Linked DNA regions of Gossypium hirsutum: region 2 is linked to region 1. A link is a contact called in public Hi-C data. All regions are on one chromosome and are shown on one strand. The core of a region is the stretch at or near the end of the contact, and the rest is flanking DNA. Distances in the headings are between cores, read along the strand shown. Region 1 has its middle 33 kb from the start of LOC121217708. Region 2 holds the start of LOC107887149.

Region 1 (5,701 bases), core at 1,231-3,730:
CATTAGAGCTTCAGATCGATCCTAAGAAGCCCCAACCTCTTTCCCTAATTATAAAAAAGAAAAAAATTCATCCATAGTTTTCACCTTTAATCCAAAAAAGAATATTAACTTTTCACCGTTAAAATTAATGACTATACTAAATTTAATTAATGCTTTGAATAAATTTATAAATTAAATAATATAATATAAAATTTTAATGGACTAATTTTGTAAATAATTAAAAATAGTAGGAGACATTAGAATTAAAAAAAATCCTATTCTTAAAAAAAAAAGTGTAACAAAATCTTATAAAGTAGCATTTATAGTTTAATAACATATAACCTAACAAATATAATTATGCCCTCACTTAAAATCAGGTTTTGATCCTTGTTAGACAACAAAATACCCATCATAACTTTTTTCTTGTCGGGATTGGGACACCTACATACTGGTGTTGCGACATCCTCGACAGTCTACTCAATTGGCTTATTGGGTCCTTCACGACATTAGCTTTTAGTGTCATGACATTGTCCTTAGGTGGCTTGACTACTTCATTTTCTAGTGTTGTGGTTGATGCTGCGACATCATTAACCCAATGTGACGACCACGAGTGCTGGTGTCGCGACCTTGGAGGTAACCACCTCGAATGTGCAATTTCTTGAAGTCCTACACTTTAGTCGATGGCAAAGGTATTGGTGTCACAACATTGGCTCCTCAATGTCATGATTTTGACTCCAGTTGAAGCTCAATTTTTTATTTTTACATAAACTAAGTACATAAAAATTAAATCTTTAATGGCATAAATTTACCATTTTATTAAAGCATAAAACATGATAAAAACTATAATTAAAAATAAAATCTATTAACTATAAAAATGTAATAAAAGACACAATAAAGTAATTGAAAATAAATAGTATGTAAATGCCACAAATGATCAGCATCTTTATTATAAAGCAAAATATATTATATATGAGTGAATCTAGATTTTTTTTTTCCTCTGGATTTGAAAAAAAAAATGTAGAAAGTAGAAATATGCAATTAAAAAACTAACTTTGATTTTCATTTGTTGATTGATAGTGAATTTTTTTTTTTTGACTTTGATCCTAATGAAATGGACTCTTTTCTGATATCATCAAAGTTTTAAAATATTCGATTAATAAATAGTTATAGATAAAATTTATAATATATAATTATTAAATTAAATTAATTTGATAAATTAATTTTTTTAAATTTTTATTTATTCAGTTAACTATTTATTTTAAATATAAAATTTTAAAAATATCAACTTAATTAATTGTTATAGATAATAAGGATAATATATAATTGAAATATTAAAAAAATTATTTAATTAACTATTTGGTTATACATAAAATTTTTAAAATACTAACTTAACAAATAGTTAAGTTAAATAGATATATACACTTCTTTCACATTAAAAATATTAGTATATGCCCTTGAGTTTTAGCTCGATTGGTATAAGCATTGTTGCTAATATAGGATAACGTGGGTTTGAGTGCATTAAAGCGCACTATCCATTCTATTTATGGGCTGCGGAGAGTCTATGAATAGTTCTAGGCATTGTGTTAAAAAGAACAGATATGATCAGAACCTCTAATAAAATTGTTCCAAAAAAAAATTAGTATATGCTAATAATTAAATCAAAGAATATATAAATTAAATTATACAGATAAATTAACTTTATAAAAATAATATTTATCTAATTAAACATTTATCTAATTTTTAAAATTTATGTTAACTAATTAATTAAATATGTATTTTAAACATTAAATTAACTTAAAATTTAATTATAGATAATATATAAAATATTAAAATAAACACTAATCTAGATATCATAAATCATTATTTTAAATAAATAAAAATTTATTTATTTAAGTTAAATTAATGGATTAATTAACTATAATAAATTTAATTTAACTTAAATAATGGCTTTAAAAACTATAGAAATTATATTTGTAAAAATATAGAAATTAAATAAAAAAATAGAAACACACCACTTGTCATCATTATATACTTGTGTACCTTATTTTATATATATATATATTATTAGATATAGTTGTTTAAGTTTAATTTAGTTCCAAATATAAATTTAAAATTATCTATATTTATAAATTGACTAATTAAACTTATTTAGACCCAATCATATATATATATTATTCTTAAGAGTATATATTTGTATTTTTATGTGATATTTAGTAATTATATATGTATGTTTTTTTACTATTTATATGTTTTTAATTAAAATTTTAAATAAAATAGTTTAATATATTTTTAATATTTACATTATAATAAAATATTTAATTTCATATGATATAAATTACATTAAAAAAAATATTTTATAAAAGTCGAGTTAAATCAAAACTTTTATTCACATGATATTTTAAATTTAATATATTTTGTTCAAATACCCCCAATTATTGAGTCGGCCTAGGAAATAGGTCAATTTATAACCCATCCCATTGGACACTCTCAAAGTCCTTGCTCCGAATTCATTTGGGTTTGTAGCTCTAGATGGACTACTTAGCCCATTACCACTTCAATAATCCTTTATATTTAATAGAAAAGAGTTAGGAAATCTATGATTCAAATTTACATTGTTTACCAATGTAAGGTAAATTTGTTGGTTTTAAAATACTTAAATATTGTGACAAGGTAAGGTAAATTTGTTCCACCCATTTTATCTAAACAAGGATTTAAAGAGACGAATAGCATCTTGATCAATGAAGACAAAAGGCGGTTTCCATACACAAATTTAGACGCGTTTTCTAAGGGAAGAACTTCTGATCTTGATTTCCCTTTCAGATTGATCCAGAGGCAAGAGGTATGCTACTAATTGCTGGGTTGGGATCAGTTTTGGGATTGGGAGAGAAGGAACCTTTTGAAGCCTTTTACTTTAATTTATTGGTTCATAACCCTACCATTATTACTTGAGAAAATTATCGATATGTTGATTTTTTTTAAAAAGAAAAAAAAAAGGGATGTAGACTACTTTTTTAGTATGTAGGGAAATATGTCATTTTTCCTAGTGTGTCATGAAAGTGTGCTATGGGGTACACGCTTTTGCAAAATGCTTCATACAAGATGCATTTTTCATCATATGATTAAATATTGATGTTTTCATATTTGTTCGATTCCCTTTTTAATATTTTGTGTTTTTTTTATTCATGTTGTTTCAATCTTTTTATTTTAATTTTGTTTCAAGCTTTTTTTATTTTAACTTCAATTTTTTTTGGAGTTTTGTTAATTTTAATTTTGTTTCAAGCTTTTTATTTTATTTTCTAATTTTTAATTAAAAAACATGTCTTTTTTTTCAATATTTTTAATTTTAATTTTAATTAATAATTCCTTTATTTATATAAATAAAACAATAAATATGTATTATATAATAAAATATATATTTTTGATATATATTATTATGTTAAATTTAATTTAATTTTTAAGAACATCAACTACTTTTTTAAATATATATTTTTATTTATACTTTTAAATGTCAAATATTTATTTTTTCCAACTACGTTGTGGGTATGGTAAATTCTAATATTATAAAATCAAACAATGATGTTTTTAATTTATTTTACACATAAAAAAATTGTATTTACTAAAAATAATGATATTTGAAATAATTAATTAATTTTATAATTTTATAATTTTCCATACCCATAATGTAGGTGAAAAAACAATGATATTTGAAATAATGGTTTTATTTTATAATATTAGAATTTACAATATCCACGATATAGGTAAAAAAAATAAAAATTTGAAATAAAAATATAAATCAAGAAAAATATATTAAAAAATTAATTGATGTTTTTAAAATATAAAATATATTTAACATAATGATATATAAAATATTTTTTAATTATATAATTACATGTTTATTATTTTGTTTTTATAAATAAAGGAGTTATTAATTAAAAATATGAATTAAAAATAAAATTTTAAAAACTTGAAGACAACCTATTTATTAATTAAAAACATTAATTAAAAATTAAAATAAAAAAGCTTTAAACAACATGAATTAATTTAATTAAAAGTATTAATTAAAAAGTAAAAATTAGAAATTTCCAACAATCTCTTAGCCTAATGGTAAGAATATTTAGTTATAGGTATGAAACTTGGATTCGATTTCAACCAACCCCATTCTTCTCCCCAGTTATCAAAAAAGAAAAGTAAAATTTAAAAATTAAAATAAAAAAAAAGCTTGAACCATAATTAAAAAAAATCCAAACAACATGAATAAAAAAAAAAAACCCAAAATGCTGAAAGGAGAAGTCGAACTTGGGCCACATGCATGAAAGCACCAACATTTAACCAATGAAAAGGACTTCTTGTATAAAGTGTATTACAAAAGCACAACCCGATGGCGTCTAGAGGTGTCCATGGGTCGGGTTGAACCTAAGCATTATATTAATATACTTTATGCTTGCCCTAGCTCAACCCGACTTGAAATGTAGATCTAAAATTTTGTCAAAGCTAGTTCATATTTGCAAAAGACTAACTGAATCCCATTTTAGGTTTGCCCATACTATTTTTTAAAAAATTTAAAAAATATTTATATTATTTTAATTTAATATTTAATAATGTTATACAATTTTCTATTTATTAAATTTTTTTATATAATTATCTTAACATTATTTTAATGTTTACATTATAGTAGTATTATATATTTAGTATAGGTTTTATTTTTTCTAATGTATTATAAATGAGATAATATATAAAAATAACATAATATAAAGTATTATAAACTTAAAAATGGGTCGGGTCGGGCCGGGCCGGGCCGGGCTAGGCTCAGGCCTTAAATGTTCAAACCCGAGCTCAACTCATATTTTAAATAGGCCTAATTTGTTTTTTTACCTAAGCCCATTTTTCAGGCCTAATATTTTTCCAAAACCCTCCCAAATTTCAGACAGACCTTTGGACCTAGACAAGTAGCGTGACCTATGAACAAGTCTAATGGCGTCCTTTCTTGCCATGTCAACAAAAATAACCTATTTTCCTAAATACTAAAAAAGTAACCTATATCCCTAATTTGTTTTTCTACAATCAACACATACCGATAAGTTTTCCATTATTACTGGCTGTATCTGTTACTCTTGTTTTCGTTAAATGGATCACAACGGGCTTCAATAAAAAAAAATGTATGTAGCTTCACTTAAGTTTTATTATTTTGTATTTATAAGTCAAGTTTTCAAAACTAAACCGATGATCAAATAGGTCAAACCATCGATTCCTTGTCTGATTGGTTTGTCTACTTTGATTAAATAAATAATTAAAAACTCATAAAAATATTTAAAAAAATAGAGAAAACCAATTCAACTGGTTCAACTATTTTTAGCATAGTTCAATCGCTCAATATTGATTCCCGAGTAAACTGATCTAACACCTATAATCGAACAGGTACACTAGGTAATTCTCGACCCAACCGTTTTGATTGATCAGTCTAGTCCGATTCAAACAACATTGTCGTAAACCTAACTGAACAATGAGATGGGATAATTGGAATCCCTAAATTTGCCATTATTCTTTTTATCATTTGATCAACTCAATTAGTTAAATTACTTTAAAAAAAATTAATTAATATTTATATAATTACAATAAATATTATAACATGAATTTATTTTATAATTTGACATAATTATATTATATATATTATATTATAAAAATAGTATACATACACATTTAATGACATAAAATATATTAATTG
Region 2 (4,974 bases), core at 1,656-4,155, 84 kb after region 1:
CCTATGGCATGCCAACTATATCCAATGGTCTCAATGATCACAAGGCCAAAATATCTGTTATTAACACACACATATCACTTACCGTTCACTGTACTTATTCACTACAAATATCACATTATAACATAAAATTATCACTGTCATATAGCATGTATAACATGCTTACATCTACACTTTCTCAACGGTTATCATAACTATATCTCACATGTTATAGCATCTCATCTCAATTCACATATTTAGAAATACATACGCACATTATTCATAAGATAACATAGGTATGAAAAAGCTTATACTCGAAATTTAGAGTAGGGTTTTAGGCTACTACTAAATTCCCAAATAACACATTGAATCATGTCCACAAGTAATTATTTCAAACACTACCAACACGCTTTCGCCGAAAAGCCGAAAGTTCAAACTAGCCTTTCTTTGCCTTTATCTCTACTCGTAAAGGGTCTTATTGATTCCAACGCTTCAACAAGGCAATTCACACAGCAACATTAATCCAAATATTCTCATCAAACAATCCAAAAGCACAAGTCTAAGCTAGGTTCTCATGTAACCAAAACCTTTAACATAGCAAACTTAAAACTCAAATATCTTGATCTATACTTAATCTTTTCACCTAAAACAAATTCTGTTCATCTTATAAGTCACCTACGACTAATTCCCAACCTTTAAACTACACAAAAATACTTAGTTCATAGTATTAACTTTTTCGACATGTTTATGGCAATTTTCTAAAAATTCATTAAAATTTAAGAAATCTTTAACGAAACTTCAAATTAAGTTTAGAAACCTCTTAATCATGTCAAAACTAATTTAAAAACACTTTGAAACCATGTTTTTACTCAAAATCTTGAAATCCACCATTAACGAGCTAATTTTTTACTTTTATTTAAAACATGTGATTTAATGTCCAAAAACTTAGTTTTAAAGACTAAATAACATTTAAAATTAATAGAAATATGAACGGTTACCTTAGTTAGAAGGAAAATGGACTTTTGTAAAAAACCCAGAAAATCCATACAGAAGAAGATGATGAAATCTATAGAGTTTTTGAGTGTTTTCTTGAAGATTTATGAAGGTAATTGACTTGGAGAATGATAAAAATCAAAAGATTGAAGATTTAACAAAGAAAATTGGATGAGGGATTTGGGAGAGCAAAGTGACGGCAACATACACAAAGGATAGAGAAGACTAATGTGGGTTTTGTGAATATAAAGGGGGAAAATAGGGTGAAAATTAAAATTTGGTTTAATTGCCTTTTAAAAACTCATAATTTAGACTCTTTTACAAATCAGTTCTATTTTCAAAATTAAAGGTATTTAAAACTCATTTTCCAAAATTGATTTAATTTTCTAAAAACCATAGTAAAAAACATTACCAATAAACCATGTCTCAAAATTTTGAACACTCTAAGACTAAAATTCCTAAAATACCCCTAAAACTCCTAGGCTCTATTTTGGGGTGTGACAACCAAAACGGAAGCTTGCCTATCTACCTTGCTATTCGAACCAAACTTATTATCGAGTTTGTCTTTACTCAACAAATGACCCTTTACATCCTCGAAAGAGAGTTTGTCTCTGCCATAAATTAGGGTCTCCTTGAAAGAGGGTAAAGAGCACAATAATAGCATAGCATGATCTTAATCGTCAATCTTAACCTCAACATTCTTTAAATTATTCAAAAGGGTAATAAATTGACTAATATGATCTCTAAGAAGCTCACCTTTATTCATGTGAAACGTAACTAAACGTTGTTTCAACACTAAATGGTTAGCTAGAGACTTAATCAAATAAAGAGTTTCTTAGGATTTTTCTCGGTAAGGACCTTTCAGGCCAGTCTAAACTAAAATTGTCATCATCCGAACTTGCCACAGATTGAAATTTGTGGCACCATCAAACTTCTCAATGTCAAACCTTGCTGCTTTCATCTCTAAACAGGCTGATCTACAAAAATTGAACTAACTCTGATACCATTTGTTGGGGATCGACCCAATTAAGCAATGAACAAGTAAAAAATAATGAAATAAATTGAGAAATCGAACACATAAATTTAACATGGAAAAACCCTCCAAAGAGGATAAAAAATCACATACAAATATAATTTTACTATAATAGAAAAAGAACGAAGAGTATAAAAGATAAAAATAAAAACTAAACCCCGAAACTCAAAAATAAAGAACCCTCAAAACGTTAACACAAAATTCTCCAAAAGTGTTATATTCTAATCTTTTACTGGGTGTCTTAAGTCAAATAATAATAAAATAATCTAGATTAATCAGAGTTTGACTTAAACAAATAGACAGAGTGTAACTGAGAGATTATCTCTCAAATTTGACTGAAATATGAGTCATACTCAACAATATCAATTAAAAAACTTTCCGTTATTAATTTAAAGATAAAATACCAAAATAGGAGTGAATTTAAATGTTAGAATCTAAGTTAAAAAAAATTTAAAAACAAAGTATAATTGGGTGAAGTAAAATAAAGGAAAGAATATTGGAGCCTGGTCTCGCCATTGTTGGAAGCCAATATCCTCAAGTCATGCAAGTTTTTGACAGGCAAGTGAAGAGAATATTTGGGATTTAAAAGAAACCATTTCTAAATGGTTCAATGAAATGGTAAAGAAAGCTGTAAGTGTTAAGTTAAAAATACAAAATTGAACGAATAAATTTTCAACCACACAGATTTTTTGGAATAATTTGAGAATTTTACGAGCATGAAATGATATGTTTTATTTAAATTATCAGTAATTCCACAGAAAATTATAGCGATGCCATTATTTGAATAACTTTTAGTACAAGAATTAATTTTGAGCAAATTTTAGTAGGAGTAAAATGAAGTTTATCTCGATATACTTTCTTGGTCAGAGAACTTATGTCATAATATACCTTCTATATTTTTGTTTGTTACTCTAAATACTAAAATACGAATATATGAATAGCATTTAGTAGAGAAAAAGTATGATGTAATCTAGCCGGTGCTGGGAATGGGATCTGTCTGATTGGGCCAACACGGCCCGGCATAAGAACGCTTTGTTTAATCGGCTAATTAATCCATTTCCTGTCTGTAATTGTTTGTAAACTATAAAGCCATAGGCTTGTTCTATGTCTAAAAATTGAAAAACAAAAATGTCCTCTGTGCTTGTGTCTTCCCCTGTTATCTTCCCTCTCTCCAATTCCAAGTCCAAATCCAGTCTTTGGAGTCCCTCACGAAGAACAATCTCTCAACTTTCGGTCTACAATGGTGATGACATCATTGATTCTTCTTCAAACACTCCAAGATTGATCACCTTCTTAGGCAAAGGCGGCTCCGGCAAGACCATCTCCTCTGTTTTCGCTGCCCAGGTACTACTTCCTAGTTACACTTGTCCCCAATTAACGGAAAAGGAAAGCTGAAGCTGACAGATAGGGTTAATTAGAAATGGCCCCTTTTTCCAAATATCATCATCTAATCTCTTTGTTTCATGCCTTTCTTTGCTGCTGCTTAGCACTATGCAATGGCTGGACTCAGCACATGCTTAGTGTTACAAGGACAGGATCGCACTGCTGACTGTCTTCTCAATTGTAAGATCGACTCCTCTCCTACTCTATGCACCCGCAACCTTTCTGTTGTTAGGCTGGAAACTACTAAAGTATGTTCCTTTTCCATGCTTCATCATCTATCCATTTCAAATGGGTTTATTGTAATTACGCTGAGAATGGATCATTCGTTAAACTGCAGATGCTTCTTGAACCTCTAAATGAGCTGAAGAAAGCAGATGGCCGTCTTAATTTGACACAAGGAGTTCTGGAAGGGGTGTGTATGTAATATCTCATCATCCTTTTTACCTTAGGTGTTTGCACTTCACACTATGAATGTTGATTTTGACATGTATTAGTCTACTAGGTTGTTGGAGAAGAGCTTGGGGTGCTTCCCGGAATGGATTCTATCTTTTCACTACTTGCACTTGTGAGGCTTCTGGGTTTATTCGGGAAACGGGCTCGGAAGAACCATCAAAACGATAAATTTGACATTATCATATATGATGGTATCAGCACCGAAGAAACCCTAAGAATGATAGGTGCAAGCAGTAAAGCAAGGTTTGGAAATAGGCAAAACAATTTATCTTTCTTTCCTAAAATGAAGTATGTACACAACCCCCTCTAACTCTGCACAGACTCTACTTGAAGTACCTGCGGAGCATGGCTGAGAAAACTGACCTTGGGAGATTGGCTGGTCCTTCACTCCTGAGACTCGTAGATGAAGCTATGGGCATAAGTGGTAACCCATCCCAACTCACTGGAACAATCAGTGCTGAAATATGGGACAGTCTAGAACGAATTCTTGAGGTAACCACGGAATGTATTTCATTTTATCATTCACCAATTTTTTGATATAGGAGATTGAAAGGCTGTAAGTTGTGCAGAGAGGATCTTCAGGATCTTATCAATTTGGGTGCTTTCTTGTGATGAATCCAAACATTTCAATATCAATCAGTTCAGCATTACGTTTCTGGGGTTGTGCAATCCAAGCTGATACACAGGTGGGTGGTGCATTTGCCATTCCTACCCATCATTTGGATGTTGAATCAGTGGAAAATCTGAAGAAGAATTTGTATCCCTTGCCTTTTGCTTGTATTCCGAATCTTGCAGTGGATTCCCCTCAAGATTGGAATGCCATCATGATGAACAATAGCGTGGAGGGTGCAAGGGGTCTTCTTTCTTTGCCAGCAAGCCAGAAGGTTTCATCTGTGATTTTTGACACAGCAAAGAAAACAGCAACCCTTCTCATGCCAGGTTTCGAGAAGTCAGAGATCAAGCTATATCAAGTATGTTCAGTTCTGAATCCCTCAATTCTTTTCAAGTTGTGTGATAGTTTTGAAGGTTCAAAAGTCGTTTTTAAGTTCTCATTGCTCCTCCCATGTCATCACTTGTAAAAATTTTGATTTGGTGAATTATGCTGATGATTGTTCATTGCATGACAAGTGCAGTAT

Evidence for each region. Hi-C and Micro-C count contacts between places; a contact is called where the count stands out from the background.
Region 2: a Hi-C map of leaf shows a contact between it and region 1, with 4 times the contacts expected there. The contact joins the promoter of LOC107887149 here to the enhancer-like site in region 1. A contact is called at or near these places in 7 of 34 Hi-C or Micro-C datasets (anther, hypocotyl, leaf and 1 more).

The regions. Positions count from the first base shown.
Region 1 is chrA03:56,495,736-56,501,436 of Gossypium_hirsutum_v2.1, forward strand. No RefSeq gene overlaps it. Among protein-coding and RNA genes, the nearest start is that of LOC121217708, 33 kb to the left of the region's middle. Within about 2 kb of position 2,481, at least 6 of the 9 cell types and tissues checked have an H3K27ac peak or open chromatin away from gene starts, as enhancers often do. A contact at or near this core is called in leaf, where this site is marked.
Region 2 is chrA03:56,578,814-56,583,787 of Gossypium_hirsutum_v2.1, forward strand. It overlaps LOC107887149, which reads left to right and starts at 2,906. Exons shown (of 7, transcript XM_016811304.2): 1 at 2,906-3,346; 2 at 3,490-3,633; 3 at 3,723-3,797; 4 at 3,888-4,081; 5 at 4,159-4,330; 6 at 4,408-4,809; 7 at 4,967-4,974. The coding sequence starts at 3,131.